2 separate regions of the Mus musculus genome follow, and region 1 is linked to region 2. The links are chromatin contacts, called in public HiChIP or PLAC-seq maps. All regions are on one chromosome and are shown on one strand. Each heading gives the region's core, a stretch centred on a gene start, on an enhancer-like site or on the middle of the called end of the contact. The rest is flanking DNA. Distances are from core to core; before and after follow the strand shown.

The links. HiChIP or PLAC-seq counts read pairs in DNA pulled down with a chosen protein or histone mark.
Region 1: a contact with region 2 is called in an HNF4G HiChIP or PLAC-seq map of pancreatic cancer cells. The contact joins the promoter of Fam168b here to the promoter of Dst in region 2. A contact is called at or near these places in 2 of 39 promoter capture datasets (cranial neural crest and frontonasal cranial neural crest) and 1 of 115 datasets of contacts at active chromatin or transcription factors (pancreatic cancer cells).

What each region holds. Positions count from the first base shown.
Region 1 is chr1:34,841,480-34,845,600 of GRCm38.p6, forward strand. It overlaps Fam168b (family with sequence similarity 168, member B), which reads right to left and starts at 1,571. Exons shown (of 7, transcript NM_174997.2): 1 at 1,349-1,571.
Region 2 is chr1:33,905,538-33,909,865 of GRCm38.p6, forward strand. It overlaps Dst (dystonin), which reads left to right and starts at 2,688. Exons shown (of 103, transcript NM_001276764.1): 1 at 2,688-2,915; 2 at 3,462-3,496. The coding sequence starts at 2,735. Bend6 (BEN domain containing 6) reads right to left here and starts at 2,084. Exons shown (of 7, transcript NM_177235.3): 1 at 2,029-2,084.

The sequences.
Region 1 (4,121 bases), core at 321-2,820, 930 kb after region 2:
AACGTCGGGCTTTTCTGTAGAGAAGTCTGATCTCAAACAAACAAAACTACAGAACACAGACAGAAGCCAGGCATCACTACTGAGACACTAACACATTCATGCTTCGAAACTGTTCTCAGCTGGGCCATAAAAATTAACCGTCTATAAGACAAGCTAGGAAGACAACTCCCTTAAACCATAGGACCTTCGAAAATTATTTTTAACATGCATTTTTTTTCTTCTTCTTCTCATCTCTGTCTAACATTAAAATGGACAGAAAGGCAGGTGTAGAGCTAGCCCAAACCAATCTGAGACTGGAGAAAAGTCCAGTAACAGCAGCCAGCGGTTTCCTCCTCCTTCCTGGGTTCCAGGCACTGGCCTTATACAGACGGTCACTTCCACCCTTAGGGGCAGGAGGTCAGGAGAAGGGCAATTCTATCAACCGCTTCTCAACACCTCCTAGGTGAATGCAGAGACAAGCAACTCAAAACCCTGAAGCCCCCGCCTACTAGACCTTAACTTTCATTTGGTTCTGGTTACAATTAATTTTAACACCCGTAAAGCTTTTCTCACATGTCAAAACATTCCAAAAATGCTGCACGAGTAAACTACAGACACTACCGAAAAAAAAAAAATGAGCCAGCTTTATACAAAGACTAAAGAAAGCAAGCCCTTCAACGATTTCCACCACAGTAGCTTCGGCATTAGGAAAGGTGGCCTAGATTTCTCAAATCTTGGCTGTCAAAGGGAAAACCACTCATTAGCCTTTGACCTACCGAAGTTTTAAAGGCCGTCCTAATTACTTGCACCAGAACTACTCTAATTTAAAATCTTGTCATACTACAGAAAATCATCTCATCTTACACAAGGCGAAGTGGAGAGTTTAAGGCATAGGAACTGCCCAAACCTTTTTTTCTTTTTTTAAATTTTTTTTAAATGTAAGGTGTGTATGCGCACATGTGAACCTTTTCACTAGCAAACCTCCTTGCACGCAGAACACTCCAAGATGTTTACGTGAGTGCTTAAAACAATCAGCTCAGACAATGCAGGAGATACCACGAGAGAGAACACCCAGCCGAGGACGCGCTGGCAGGTCGTCCTTCTCTTTTTTCAGATGAACCTGGGCCACGGCCCGGAACGTCCTTCCTTTGCTAAGGTACCCTCCGAAGCCCACGTTTTCCAGCGAGAGGGGGATCGCCGGGTCTGCGGCGGCCCCGCGACCTTCCCGCCCCGCCCCCCGGCCCGCCGCGGACAAAGCGGCGCCCCTGCTCCCCGCGCGGCCCGACCAGGCGCTGCACAAAGCGCCGCACTTCCGGCCCGCGCCCGCCCGCCCGCCCCGAGCTGCCGCCCCCATGCTTCCCGTACTCACGGTGGCCTGAGCCTCCGGGACCGGCGCGCGCCGGCCCGAGCCGGCACGGCGTGGGGCTCGGCGACGGGCAGTGCCCAGACGACGCTCGGTTGCGGCCGACCGCTAGGCCCGCGCTGCCTCCCGCCCGCCCGCCAGCCTCGCCGCGGCCCCCGCTCCCGCCGACGCTGCGCAGACACCGCAGCCCACGACCTCACTTCCGCCCGCCGCGCGCCAGCCGGGGGCGCGCCGGGCACGTGACGCAGCTGCGCGCGCGCGCCCCGAGAGGCTTGCGCGAGATGCCCGGATGCTAGGACGCGCGCCTAGACTGCGAGCCTCCGCTCAAGCTCCGGCTAAAACCGGGCTGCAAACATCCTTGTAGAAAGTAGTTATGGCCCGTTGTAAGCATTTCCCCTGTTTTGTCCTTGTTTGGTTTTGGACCAGGATGGCCTTGAATTTACAGCTCTTCCTGCATCTACCTCTAGAGTACTGGCCTTAAAGCGACAGCCACCGAGCACAGTCCTAAGATTTTATTTTTAATATGCGTGTAAGTGTGTAGCTGTGTGTGGGGTTGTTCACAAGAGTGCTGGCATGTGATCCTCTCTAGCTGGAGTTACAGGGGATTTCTAGCTTTCCTACGTGCGGTGGTGATGGAAACTTCTCTGAGCCATCTCTGGGATTCCCCACCCCCCTTTAAAAAGATGTATTCGTTTTGTGTGTGAGTGTTTCGCCTGCAAGAATGTGTGTTCACTGCCAAGTACCTGCTTAACGCCTACAGAGGTCAGAAGAGGGAGTTACAGATGTTTATGAACCATTCTGTGAATTGAACCCAGGTGCTCTATAAGAGCAAGCAGCAAACATAGCCTTTAACCCCAACATTTGGGACGCAGAGGCAGGGGGATCTCTAAGTTAGAGGCCAACTTGGTCTAAGGATTGATATCAGCCAAGGCTATGCAGAAAAATTCTGTCTAGAGAAGAAAAATAATCACTGAGGCATCTCTCCACCCTCTTTTCTTTTTGATCTTTCAGTTCCAAGGCCACCAAAAAGATTTTTACCCCGGTAAGCTTGCATCTGTCACAGAGCTAAGAAATAACAAGCACTTAGAGCAAGCCCCAAACCACACTGGCTTCACAAAACAGAAAAGTCAACATCAAGTATGCATGCTAGGAAATGTTTGGGAATAGAGAATAGTAAAAAAGGGGCAGTTAAGCTTCCTATCAGATATGAAAGCATATTTAAAGGCTGCAGCCGATAAGCTCACTAGTGCACAAATAATGAACCAATGGAATGTAATGGGAAATCCAGAAGTATACTAAAACAATTGGGAGAAGTTGACATCTAATAAAATATTTCATATCACTAGGTGCTATTATTTGGATCTTAAAGGTTCAAAAAAAAAATCTACATGTTGATGTCTTGGCTGCTAGCCTGAGAGCTGACACTGTGTATGCTACACAGACTCAGAGATTTGCCTGCCTCTGCCCTTAAGTGCTGGGATTAAGGACATGTGCCACCATGCCTGGCTTTTCCCACCATTTTTTTTCCACAGCAAACATGACTAGCTGAGGATGAAGAAGGATCACTAAATTATTGGTACTGGGGCCACCACAAACGTATAGACTGTATCTGTAACTCATGCACCAGAATAGATTCCAACTTTTAAAAAAGGCATACATTTTTAAGTGTGGAAACAAAAAAGAAGAGAACATGGGGAAGTTCATTTCTAAATATGGAGTAAAGAACTTCTCTTGTCAAAAGCCACCAACAATGCCTATGAGGAACACTGATTGGAGGGGCAAGGAAGTGGGATTAGCAGGTTAAAAAGCTTTGCACTGAAGCCTGGGGGTCCTCAGAGCCCACTAGTGAAAGAGAACAGTCTCCATTAAAATTTTGAAAATGTTTTGGAGAAATCACCTTAAGGAAAATTAAAAGGCACTTGATTAAGAATGAAACACCACAAAAGGTTAATCTCTTTAGTATTCTGAGACCTTCCAGAGGCCAATAAGAACCAGTTATAGCCGAGAACATATAAATAGGTCTCAATAATATGGAAAAAAAAAGTCAACTGTATCTCTACATACACACAAAAAAATTCAGGTTAAAACTTTAAGACACAGGACTTTGGAGGCAGAGATATAAGGAGAGCCTCAAGCTTGAAGCCATCTGGCCTACATGGTGAGTTCTTAGGCCATCAAGAATTTGTTTCAATAAGAAAGGCAACAAAACAAAACCTCAAGCAAACAAACATTAAGGTGGCATTTTTACCAGTGGCTGGGAAATACTGCTTTAAAAAAGGCAATATCCTCTGTTGGTGAAGCCTCAGAAGTGGACACCCAGCAGCTGGATGGGTGAGGGGACCTTCTGAGATGTGTATCAGGATCAGTGCACACAAAGACACAGAGCTTTTAGCTCAGCAACTCCATTTCTGAAGGCTCATCCATATAGGTAACTTTCTACTAGCCAGGGTTCTCTATAGAGTAACAGAGTTTAAAGAATGAATCTCTGTATATGTAAAAGGGAGATTTATTAGAACGGTTTTCAGACAGAGGTCCAACTAATTCAACAATGGTTGCCGATGAACTGAAGGTCTGAGAATTTAGCAGTGCTCAGTCCACGAGGCTGGATGTCTCAGCTGGTCTTCAGTATACACTGGAATCCTGAAGAAGTGGGCTCTAATGCCAGTGAAAGAGTAGACTTGCTAGTAGGCAAGAGCGAGCAGGCAAACAAAAGCTTCCTTCTTCCATGTCCTTACATAGGCTTCCAGAAGAAGACGTGGCCCAGATTATAGGTGTGTCT
Region 2 (4,328 bases), core at 1,438-3,937:
TTTTTTTTTAAATGAAATCCCATCAGGAAGAAAAGGCATAAATTCTACTAAATTAACTTCCTCAAAAGACAGATTGGCTAATTTAATGCATATTGAGCTCCAGGATGCACCAGGTACCACGCAAACACAAAGAAAGAAACAATTACTAACATGCCATTATTTGGGAAGGAAATGATAAATTAGCAACAAACCAGAAAGTAATGGACTCATAGACTAAATTCTTTCTAGCACTTGGTTTGTTTATTGTATGTATCCTTAAGACAACCCAGACAAAGAACAGAAGGAAATACATATAAAAAGATGTATGTATAAATCCTATTGAGTTTCAGTTAAACGTTTACCTTATCGGGGAGATAAATGATATTCTTGTGTGCAACTGAAACTTGTGAATGGCGGCAGCAAGGCTCAGGATGATAATAATCGCAGTAAATAATAGCTCAGAGAATCGGAATCGCTATTTACTTGCTGTTCGCTGTTAAAAGCACAGAATTTGGGGCAAACTGATTACTTTGCTGAGTTTACAGCCTCAGACCTATTTCTGTTCAGAGATATTTGTGCCATTTCAGCTCACTGCCAAGCTCTGGTCAGTGAGAAACGTAAGGATGACCTTCGGAAACCGCATCGGCTAGCACCACCCCCAGTTTGCAGAAGGTTACTCTGGTCCAGTATAAAACGACCCTCCGGTGCCCTGCTCAGCGTGCTGGGTTCTTCCTTTCGCGGTGTACCACACTTTGCAAGATCTCGGGATTCTCTTCAACCCCCCCCCCCCGCCCCCCTGCATAGCAGATAGGAATACAGTTTCTTACTGCAGTGGGCTGCAGTGTCAGGAGCCCTTCAGCTCTGTGCACGGGATGCAGAAGTTCCAGACAGCTCTGCTGACTGCCAGGGACCCGTGAAGCCTGTTTGGCACCCAGTGCTCCCCGCAGTCTGACAGTCAAGAGTCTCACCTTCCTCAGTGTCGGCAAGCAAGGTGCTTTCCATCCTCAGCCTCAAACAACAGAATGAGTGGCATATAATAGCAATCTGTATTTGTTTTAGGAGGCCAACATGCAAATAAGAGCACATTTTCCTGTGCTTTCCGTGCTTATGAACCTGGCATCAGGGCTAAGCAACATCTTTCCGCATTTCTTTTAATGCTCACACTTGATAATACATCATTCACCTATCAGTCACTAATGGCTACACATTTTTGCAGAACTGAACAGTTGGTTTCATATAGTTAGACAACAATACACACATTCCTATCGATTCTTCAATTGACTTTTGGAATTTTACGAATTATTTAGTTTCAAGCCAGTTACTAGAAATTGCACAAATGTAATATTTCATTTGTCATATGTCATATAGTTAATTTAAAAAATACAAGTCAATGAAAGAAAACAAATCATCCAACTCCCACAGGGAAAGCCAGTTTGCCTTAGGGGCAAGCAGGGCAGAGCACTGCACTGGCCCGCTAAGGCCGCAACACGCTGCAGGCGGCCACTGCAGCTTTGGCTTTCTCGCCAGGTGGCAGAGGCCCTCCGCAAAAGAGCACACCGCAGCGCTCACGCCTTGCCTTCTTCGTTGGCACCGAATCAGCGATCACTGTCAAGTGTCCAGCCCACAACTGCGATACAGTTTTTGCGGATTGTAACGGAATGTAAGGGAAGCTGGAAAAAAACGGCAAAGGGGAGAAGGGTGTGTACCCGAGTGTGACCGATCGCCGTTGTCTGACAGTGCCTAAAAATTTCTCCTGCAGTATCTACAGGCCAATCAATCACCAACTTCCTTCATCCTTCATCATGTCAGATCCTTACATCTAAAATCACCTCTCCCTACAAAGCCAATAAATGAATCAGGGTTCTTTGACCGTGGCAGAGCTCACGTCTGGGCTGAGAATCAGCACCAAGTTTGGGGGTGGTAGGGTGCAAGCCTGCAGACCGCGGCGTGCCGCCTTTCCTAAGATTGGACCAGCTTGGAGATGGCCCTTCCAGGTGCTCGCGCCTCCATGCGCAGGGACTACCCCCGCCCCCAAACCAAATAGCTCACCCTGCTGCATCCTCCGAGCCCCAGCCTCCGGGCGGGCTCAGGGAGGCGGGAGCCCGGGTTCCCCCCGGCTCCTTGGCGCCCCCTGACGTCGGCCTCCAGCAGAAGGTCCGCGGAGGCTTACACAGGCGAAACCCGGGGGTCCCCGCGCACCGCCGCCCGGCGCGTGGCCTGGCGGGCCGCGCGCGCACCGAACCGACCTGCTGGAGGGCGCGCGCCGCTCGGTCCCGGCCCCAGCCATGCGCGCGCGCCCGCACCCGCGCCGCCGCTGCCGCCGCAGCCCGTGACGTCACCCACCGAGCCCCCCGCCGGCTCGCCGCGCCCCGTCCCGCCCCACGTGCGCCGGCTTCAGGACGCCGAGGCCCCGGGCGGCCACCCGATGATGCTCCCAGCCGGCTGCGTCCCGGGCGGGGCTGAGCCCGAGAGCTGCGCGCGGGCTGGGGCGCCTGCGGAGGGAGGGGCGCGGCTCTCGCCGCTGCGCCGCGTGCTGAGTCATGGCGAGAGCTGCCCGCTGCTCTCCATCAGTCGTTCCGGGGCCGGCGCGGGGTGTGCAGCCATTGGGCCGCGCGCGGGGCCGCGAGCGCCGGGCTTGACGCGCTGAGCCGCGCTCGCCCCTGTCCGCCGCGCCCGCCCCGCGTCCCGCGCCCCGCGCCCCGCGCGCTCTGCAGCCTTAGCCCCGCGCCGCACGGCCCCCCGCCTCGCCCGCACCATGATCGCCGCCGCTTTCCTCGTTTTGCTGAGACCCTACAGCATCCAATGTGCTCTCTTCCTCTTGTTGCTCCTGCTGGGCACCGTCGCCACCATCGTCTTCTTCTGCTGCTGGCACCGCAAGCTCCAGAAAGGGAGACATCCGATGAAATCGGTCTTTTCGGGTCGTTCCAGAAGCAGAGGTAAGACACGCCGCCGCTGGGTTCTTCTGGGCAGAAGCGAGGTTCAAGCCTTCTCTGCCTCTTCTGCCCACTCAGTGCCCACTCCTCAAGCTAAGTGCATTTATTTATTTAACGCGCCCTGGCCCTTTGGCCTCACCTCCATCCTCTGAGTCACCAGGTTTGGATAACCACGGAGATTCGGAGGTCCTGGAAGGAAGGATCAGGCTCCGATTCTTAGGGTCAGTTTGCTAGAGCCCAGAAGGTAATTGTAGGGGAGTCCTGGGCTGAGGTACTCGTATCTTTGCCAAGCCTTTGCTGGAGCTTAGGAATAAAAAAGTAAGGCGTGATGATATGGGCTCCCCTCTCCCAACTTTGCTGGAACTTCTTGCAGAGAAATCACCTTAGAGACAGATGGTCCAATACTCTCTCCGCCCCGCCCCAATATGCCCACGGAATTGGAGAGAGACACCTAGAATGTGCTTTCCCGAATCCAGGTAAGTGATCAGTAACTCTTTAGGCTGAGAACAAGGAGTTAACGGAGTCTCGTTTTCCCTCTTTTCTCCCCAGATGCTGCTCTGAGATCTCATCACTTTCGCTCTGAGGTAATTTATTTAGCGCACACTCTCAAGGTCAGAGTAGCTTTCTTTCCTGAGTACCAGCATTAATCATATACGTGTTTAAAAAGCCAGTAGGGCACCGAATGGGAAGCCTGCAGTCCCTAAGCCCAAAGTGACATGCTTCTTAAGCAATTCCATAGTCACGCCTGGGGCGCATTGTGTGTGTTTGTGTGTGTCTAGTGTAGTGGAGTTTGCGTTACAAGAGGTGGGAGGGGCAGCCCCTAAAAGAGAGAATTTAGTCTGGGAATGGATATCAGTTTAGCTTACAATCTGCACTTGTGGTGGAAGCACTTCCTGGTTGCTTCCGGAGGTCGGTAGCTAAACCACAGTGTAAACCACTTAGGTCGTTATTGCCGAAGAGTTTGAAGCAAACTCCAGTTGAGACTCCAGGTGACATCCCTACGGGCTTAGTTTGCTGCCCAGGATGGTTTTTACATGATAGTAATGTTGATGAAGAAGATACGCCAGAGTGTGTACTTAGTGTCTGTTCTAGACTATCCATCTAGAGTAGGTGACTGGACGCTGCCAGTGCAGGAAACTGCAGGAGAACCACCTCCAGTTAGAACAAGACACAGCTCTGCCTGACCCACTGGCTTTCCAGTTGCCCACTTCAAGTTTTTTCTCTTTGGGCGAAATCTGCCTATATCAGGCCATGGAGGTTACTTTATGATGCAGGGTCTTCATCTTAGCAAAGTACTGTGGTGTCTAGCCCCCTACTACAGTTTTGTTAGTTACCTGAAGTTACTTCACATCTTGTTTGACTTGTTCATCAGAGGTTTTATTGCACCCCGGATTCCTTGCTAGACTGTGATTATTT